Linked DNA regions of Oryctolagus cuniculus: region 1 is linked to region 2. A link is a contact called in public Hi-C data. All regions are on one chromosome and are shown on one strand. Each heading gives the region's core, a stretch centred on a gene start, on an enhancer-like site or on the middle of the called end of the contact. The rest is flanking DNA. Distances are from core to core; before and after follow the strand shown. Region 1 overlaps TMCO4 (transmembrane and coiled-coil domains 4). Region 2 holds the start of TMCO4 (transmembrane and coiled-coil domains 4).

The links. Hi-C and Micro-C count contacts between places; a contact is called where the count stands out from the background.
Region 1: a contact with region 2 is called in a Hi-C map of an unstated tissue, with 2.5 times the contacts expected there. The contact joins the enhancer-like site here to the promoter of TMCO4 in region 2. A contact is called at or near these places in 2 of 6 Hi-C or Micro-C datasets (skin fibroblasts and an unstated tissue).

Annotation. Positions count from the first base shown.
Region 1 is chr7:150,909,647-150,913,000 of mOryCun1.1, reverse strand. TMCO4 (transmembrane and coiled-coil domains 4) reads right to left here. Exons shown (of 14, transcript XM_070079203.1): 6 at 2,662-2,794. Among named protein-coding and RNA genes, the nearest start is that of TMCO4, 46 kb to the right of the region's middle. Within about 2 kb of position 2,085, at least 3 of the 8 cell types and tissues checked have an H3K27ac peak or open chromatin away from gene starts, as enhancers often do.
Region 2 is chr7:150,863,107-150,866,705 of mOryCun1.1, reverse strand. TMCO4 (transmembrane and coiled-coil domains 4) reads right to left here and starts at 1,309. Exons shown (of 14, transcript XM_070079203.1): 1 at 1,237-1,309.

The sequences.
Region 1 (3,354 bases), core at 836-3,335, 46 kb before region 2:
AGGAGCCATGTGAGTGCAGGAGCCCAAGCACTTGGGCCATCTTCCACTGCTTTTCCCGGGGCCACCAGGAGGGAGCTGCATGGTAAGTGGAGCATCCGGGACTTGAACTGGTGCCCATATGGGATGCTGGCATCACAGGCAGCAGCTTAACCCACTTTGCCACAATGCTGGCCCCTAAAGACATCTTGAGAAGAGTGATAAAGGCACACAGCTCATCTCCTGGGTCCCAGTAAATTCTCCCGGCTGCCATGGCGTCTCCCCTGTCTGAGCGGTTCCCAACAGGGCCTTCAAATCTGAAATCCCCTCTCGCATTAACAGGCAGGGGGCGCTGTCTCTGAGAGGCGTGCTGGCAGCCTCCTGGTCGCATCTGGGAGAGGCCCAGGAAGAATTCTCTGCATTCTTCAGCGTTGACAGGGAAGCTGGGATTGGCACCCAGGCCTCGAGGGATCCCATAGGTGACGGCTGGGACGGGGAGAGGGCTTGGACAGATGCGTCCACCCGCCGTGGGACCTGGGGTGAGTGGTATCACCTGTCTGAGTTTGTTCCTTCATCTGTGAGACCCACGGGGCACAAGCACTCATCCCATGTTAGACGCGCCAGCGCCACGGGGAGGGGGCAGAGGCGGCCTCCTGCAGCGTGCCGAGCAGTACAAGGTAATTAATTTAACACCAGGCCAGCATCCCAAGTGAGTGCCGGTTCAAGTCCTGGCTGCTCTGCTTCCATCCGCTTCCTATCCAGCTCCTCGCTCACGAGCCTGAGAAGGCAGCGCAAGATGGCCCAGGTGCTTGGGCCCCTGCCACTCACGTGGGAGACCTGGATGGAGTTCCAGGCTCCTTGACTTTGGCCTGGCCCAGCCCCGACCCATTGCGGCCATCTGGGGAGCGAAGCAGCAGAGGGACCATCTCTCTCTCTCTCTCTCTCTCTCTCTCTCTCTCTCTGTAACTCTGCCTTTCAAATAAATAAATTAGCACATCTTTTAAAACTGATTTAATCCTCCCAACAACAAGAGACGTGGATACGACCATCACCCCCTGGCTAGACATGAAGGAAGTGAGGCCCATGGTGGTGAAGTCGTAGGCGGCCCCAGGGCACGTGGCGGGGGGAGGGGGGCGGGGGCAGAGGGGAGCACAGCACACCCCAGGCTCCGGCTTCAGAGGGGTTCGTTCACCCCCCCGGAAACCCAAAACCTCCAAATTACAAGAAATCTACATAAAATTCAAACCCCCAATATTATAGCTTAAAAAGAGCTGGTGCTGATGCCCAAGGCCACACAGAGAGCTGGGCACGCAGCCCAGCTGAGAACCGGCTCTGCTGGTTGGATGGCTGCTCCGATTCCTCTCCGGGTCTCAGATCCTTCCAGACCACAGACGGACACCACGAGGTCTCCGAAATAATAAACACACGTGGGAAGCCCTTCCTGTGCACGGCGGTAACAACGCAAGTGCAGCAGCTCGCTTCCCCCGGCACGTGGGCGCAGCCACACCCTCCGTCCCGGCCCACGCGAAGCCCAGCACAGGTAGGAGCTCATGGGGCCCGCGAGGGCCCTAAGAGGAGGCTGCTGTGACTGCCCCCCTTTCCTAGGCGAGGGGAGTCCAGCCCCTCCCCCGGTCAGCGGCAGGGCTGGGCTGTGCTGCACCTCCCGCTGGCCGCCTGCCTGTCCTCCTCTGGCACTTCCGGCGTTCTAGAACACTCAGCGGAGCACCGCGCTTCTTTCTGACACTGAGATTTCCAGACGGCAACTACGAGGCCCCGCAGCTTCAAGGCCTGTGGGACCCCACGCGTGTCCGGCGCACGGGAAGAAGCTGGACAGCCCCCGAGACGATGCTCACGGCGCGGAGCCAGGGTTTCTTGCTGACACAGCTCTGGGAGGCACAGCAAATGTTTTCAGATGATTTCGACACACCACGTTCTCTCCTTTCTCAAGGAAACACCCCTTGCCTTTGCCCCACAGACTCTGGCCGGAGAGCGGCTCTGGCTCTGAAGTCGGCTTTGGGATTGAACTTCCCACGGGGCCGATCCGGTGTAGTGGGGCTGTTTAAACGGTTACCATGGCTAAACAAAACCCAGAGGCAGGGAGACGTGCCTGGTGCCCAGTGCCTGCAATCAGCCTGTGCCTGGGGCTGATTTATTGCCCTGGGATTAGCTCCTGCAGAGTGACTTCCTCTGCATACCCACAGAGAGCAAGGCTGCTGTCCGGCTCGGGGGTACAGGGCGGAGAGAGGCAGGGGAGCCTCCCTGTGCGCCAGCCCCAGGCCAAGCACTCGGTGACGCTTCTGCATCCCCTTCCCCAGCCACGCTGGAAGGGCGTGATCCGTATTCCTATTTTCCAGATAGGGCCACCTGGCCAAGGTCAGACAGCGGATAAATGCCAGAAGTGGGATTTGAACCCAGGCCACTCGAGACTGTGGACAAGGGTTGGAAGAGCCCGAGGTCAAGCAGGGTCATAGGACATTCAAGCCACAGATCTGGGGCCCTGGCAGGTAAGGACTGAGGCCCAGAGAGGGCAGGTGACTTCCCAAGGCCACACAGCAAGTCAGGATGCAGCAGGGACCCCTCGTGCAGTGCTCCTTCCACCCCACAGCCTCATCTCTGGGCGGCAGGAGCAGAGTCCTGTCACCAGCGGAAACCCTGGCTCCGGGCCGGGGTCTGGGGCTCTCTTACTCAGACTCCTCCTCTCCGGTGTCCTTCAGGCTCTCCAGGAACGTGTCTTCAAGGAGCTCCAGCTCCTGCAAGGGCACCTGCAGCAGGGAGCTCAGGTGACAGACGAGGACTCTGGCCCGGGCATCATAGCACCCTCAAAGAGAGAGAGAACACAGCGGAGCGTCAGGTCAGGCTCTGGGCTCAGCAACTTTCACAGCAGGGACACCAGCAAACCCCACATCCTGGAATTGCCCACCATGGCCGGGCCTGCGGGCGGGTCTGGGGGCCAGGGGGAACGTGACACAGCTGCAAACATGCCACATGGCAACATGAGGACGGTGCGTTCCACCAGCCACGTGACAAAGAGGAGATGATAATAATGGGGGCACAGAGGGGCCTCTGGTGGGCGTGTGCAGTGTGCACTGGGGTCAACTTTCTGGAGGGTCACTGATAACACAAGGAAGTGTCACAAACTTAAAAACAACACCACCACCAAATCTGCATCCTGGGCGAGGCACCTGCAGCGCAAGGTTCAGATGCCTGCGTGCCCACATCAGAGTACCTGGCTTTGATTCCCAGCTCCGGCTCCTGAGTCTTGCTTCCTGCCAATGCGTGGTGATGGCTGAAGAACTTGGGTCCCTGCACCCACATGGGAGTCCTGAATTGCCTTCTGAGCTCTTGGCTTTGGCTGGGCCAAACCCCAGCCATTGCAGA
Region 2 (3,599 bases), core at 60-2,559:
GCCTCTATGTGACATCGATGAAACGCTGAGTGTGGGATGTGAGCATCCCGCTAGGGGGACCAGGCAGGGGACCCTGGCCTCCGTGCCCGCCTCTTGGTTCTCTCCACTGGGAGCAGTAACAGGTTATCCACAGTCCTACAGCCCCTAAATAAACAGGCACTTGCCTATGACTGATCTGGCAAGGCCCCCCACGGAGGCCCGGCTCTGGGCTGCACCTCACCACCTGCAAAGCATTCTGGGGGTCCCTGTCCTATGACCAACAATCGGAGAGGTGAAGGGACACACTCAAGGTCACACAGCTAGGAAAGGACAGGTCCAGGCTTCCAGCTCTGCTGGCTCCAAGGTTAGATTAGGGCCACCTAAGGACACTCTACCCACCTACCCTGCCCCTCCCCCACCCCACACGATTGGGGGTTGTGGGGGAGCACAGGCCAGCTGAGGCATCCGGATGAGGCCCGAGAGCGCCCACGCTCAGCGGGCCTGGGGACCTTCAGAGTCACCTTGTCACCTGAGACAAACTCCGGGCCTGAACAGGAGCACGTGCATATGTGGTGAACGGATGGGGCCCCCCAAACGGAAAGGGGTGACTGCCCGTTTTCGGCAGCGAAATGACGCTGAGTTAGGGACCGGAGCCGCGCGGTCCTGCTCTGAGTTAGGCAGGAGGGGTGTACCCCGTCCTCCCTCCGGGTCTGACCCGCACGGCTGGGCACGGTCGTGCAGGGCAAGGGCGCTGTGCCCCACACTGGGTCACGCTCCGCAGGCAGCAACCCAGGTTCCCGTGCCCCTTTCCTGCCGGTGCGCTCCTGGGGAGACCACTACGTCTCTCCGAGCCTCAGTTTACCCAGTAGCACAACCCTCCCCGGCTGCAGCCACAGGCAGCAGGACTGGACCGCGCAGGCCGGCTCCTCTCCAGGGAAGGCCGTGTGCAGTGCCTCATGACCCTGCATGACCTTGGCCAAGGCTTCTTCCTCCCCAGTCCGACGCCCTCACTGACCAAGGAGGCGTCCTCTACAGGCTCACGGCCTCAGTTTCCCCGTCGGCCGCCTGCCCGCAGGACCTCTGCGGGCACTTCCGGCTTTGAAATAGAACCCGCCACCCCCGGGGCAGCCCCAAGTCAGGGCAGCTCTGGAGAGCGCGCACCGCTTCCTGGTGGGTCCGCTGCCCATGGGGGCGGGGACGGGCCCGGGGTCCGGCGGCGCGAGGCCACCGCGGCCAGGCAGCTCCCGGCCCCCTTACCTGCAGGCGGCGGCGCACAGGCTGCAGCGCAGGCGGCGCGAGCTCCTCCCGCCCGGCCCGCCCCGGCCCTGCCCGCCCCGCCGCGCCCCGCCCCGCCGCTGCCCTGCCCGCCCCGGCTCAGGCTCCGGCCCGACCCGGCCCGCCGCCTGCGCAGCCCGCCCCGAGCGCGCCGGGTCGCCGCCGGACGGGTGTGCGTGCGTCCGGGGCGCGGAGGCGCGGGGCCTTCCGGGCCTGGCTGCCCCGCGGAGCGTCCGGCTCGGCCCGCCGCCGTCCTCCGCCGTCTGCCACGACAGGGCTGCCGGGGAAGGGAAGGCGTGAAACCTGCATGGGGCCGGGAGCGGCGCCCTTCGGCCCTGGCCTCTGTCTCGGCGGGAGGCGCTCACGCAGGGCCTGGGCCGGGCAGAGAGGGGAGGGCCCCAAAGCTTGGATGGAAATCTGCGAAAATACATCTTTTTTTTTTTTTATTGTTATTTATTTGAAAGGCAGAGTTAGAGAGAGACAGAGATAAAGAGGTCTTTATTGCTGGTTCACTCCACAAATGACCACAATGGCCAGGGCTGGGCCAGGCTGAAGCCAGGAGCCAGGAGCTTCTTCCAGGTGTCCCACTTGGGTGCAGGGGCCCAAGCACTCGGGCCATCCTTGTTGCTTTCCCAGGTGCATTAGCAGGGAGCTGGATCAGAAGTGGAGCCGTGGGTCTCCAACCAGCACCTGCGGGTTGCTTAACCTGCTAAGCCACAATACCCTGGAAAATATATCTTGTCAGGCTAAAGGACCACCGCGGAAGCCGCTCTCTGCCTGTGTAGACAGCACTTTGAAGTTCTATCCCTGACTTCTTTTTGATTTCTCTATTGCTGTGTTCTGTCCAGCCTCACTGGACTGGAGGGTCCCGTGCCTGGGACCCTACCCCCTGACCACCTTTTAATCCACCACTGTTTCCTGATTTTCCTTCCTGTCCCCACTGGAAGCGACAGCGCGTCCAGTCACTGCACCACATCCACTGTGCACCTGCTGCTGTGTGCCGGGTGCGTGCTAACGGCCTTGGACTCGCACACCAGGCTTCCAGGCCTGATCTAATTGCAGCATTCTCCACTCTGCAATGATCCTGTGCATTTTCCTGTTCTCCAGGTCTGGTCTGCCACCCCCACTAGAATTTAAGATCAGCTCCGCTCCCCGGCCCCTGCAGAGTGAAGGCCATGGCTGCTTTGTGCTGTGCGCCTGCGCAGCAATGGCCAGAGCCCGTGGCTGGCACTTGGATCCAACACAGGATCTCCGTTCAGGATCACCCGGTGGGAGGAAGGATGGGTCTCGTTCCCCCAGCAACCCTGTGAGTTTTCATCACCCAGGAGAGGAAGGAGAGGCTTGGGTCTGAAGCCACAGAGTCAGCGTGGGGACAATGAGGCATGAGGCCCTCAAAGAGCTGAAGCCACACCAGCGCTGTGAGTGGCAGGTGTCCTGGGCAGGGCTTGGCACCTGGGGCTCATGCACGTTGTGGGACCAGGCACCACCCTGTGGACACACCTGCCTCTGGACACTGGACCCAGTGACGGCCGTTGCCTACCACCTACCCTTGAGCCCAGGCACCCCCACTGCCCACCGGAGCTGGTGTGATTGTTAGGAAACCAGCGCAGTTGTAGCCAGCTGGCCGCATGGCCCAGCTACCTGAGCCAGGCTCCACCCCCATCCTAATGGGATTCTCTGCTCCTGCTTCCCTGCCCGCCCTCAGGCAAAGTTTTAAAAGGGCCTGTTCCTGAACACATGCTCTCTTGGTCCTTCTCTCTTGGCCTCTCTTGGCTCCTCTCCTCCTCTCATCTCTCTTCTCCCTCCTCTCTGTCTCTCTCTCTTACAGTCTCCTTCTCTCTTTTTCCTTCACCACCCCTTCACTCCGGTCTGTAGGGTGTTCCCCAATAAACCCTTTCCCTTACTCCGGTGTCCGGTGTGCTTTGCGACGGCTGACATTAAGATATAACAGTGATAATCAAGGCTCCAGGTAGGGAAGGTGGAGAAAGTATGCTTATTGCTTGTGGCGTAGGCCTCGGAGGCGATGCAGGGTGGTCCCAGGTGATGTCCCCCGAGATGATCCCAGAGAGCACATTAGCGGGAAACTGGATGGGAAGCGGAGGTGGGGACTCCATCCCACGCACTCCAGAATGGGTTGCAGGCATCTCGAGTGGCAGCTTAACCAGCTGCGCCACAACACCCACCCACTCCCAGTAAAATGCTTTCTTACCAGCTCTCCCCAGAGGAATGTTTAGGGGCCGTGTTGGAAAGGGGAGCCTTTTAAGTAGCCATTGACTGGTCCATCAGGATTTACTGAGTGGGTTCTAGGCCTCGAAGACCCATCGAGGGAAAGCGCCAGAGTTCTT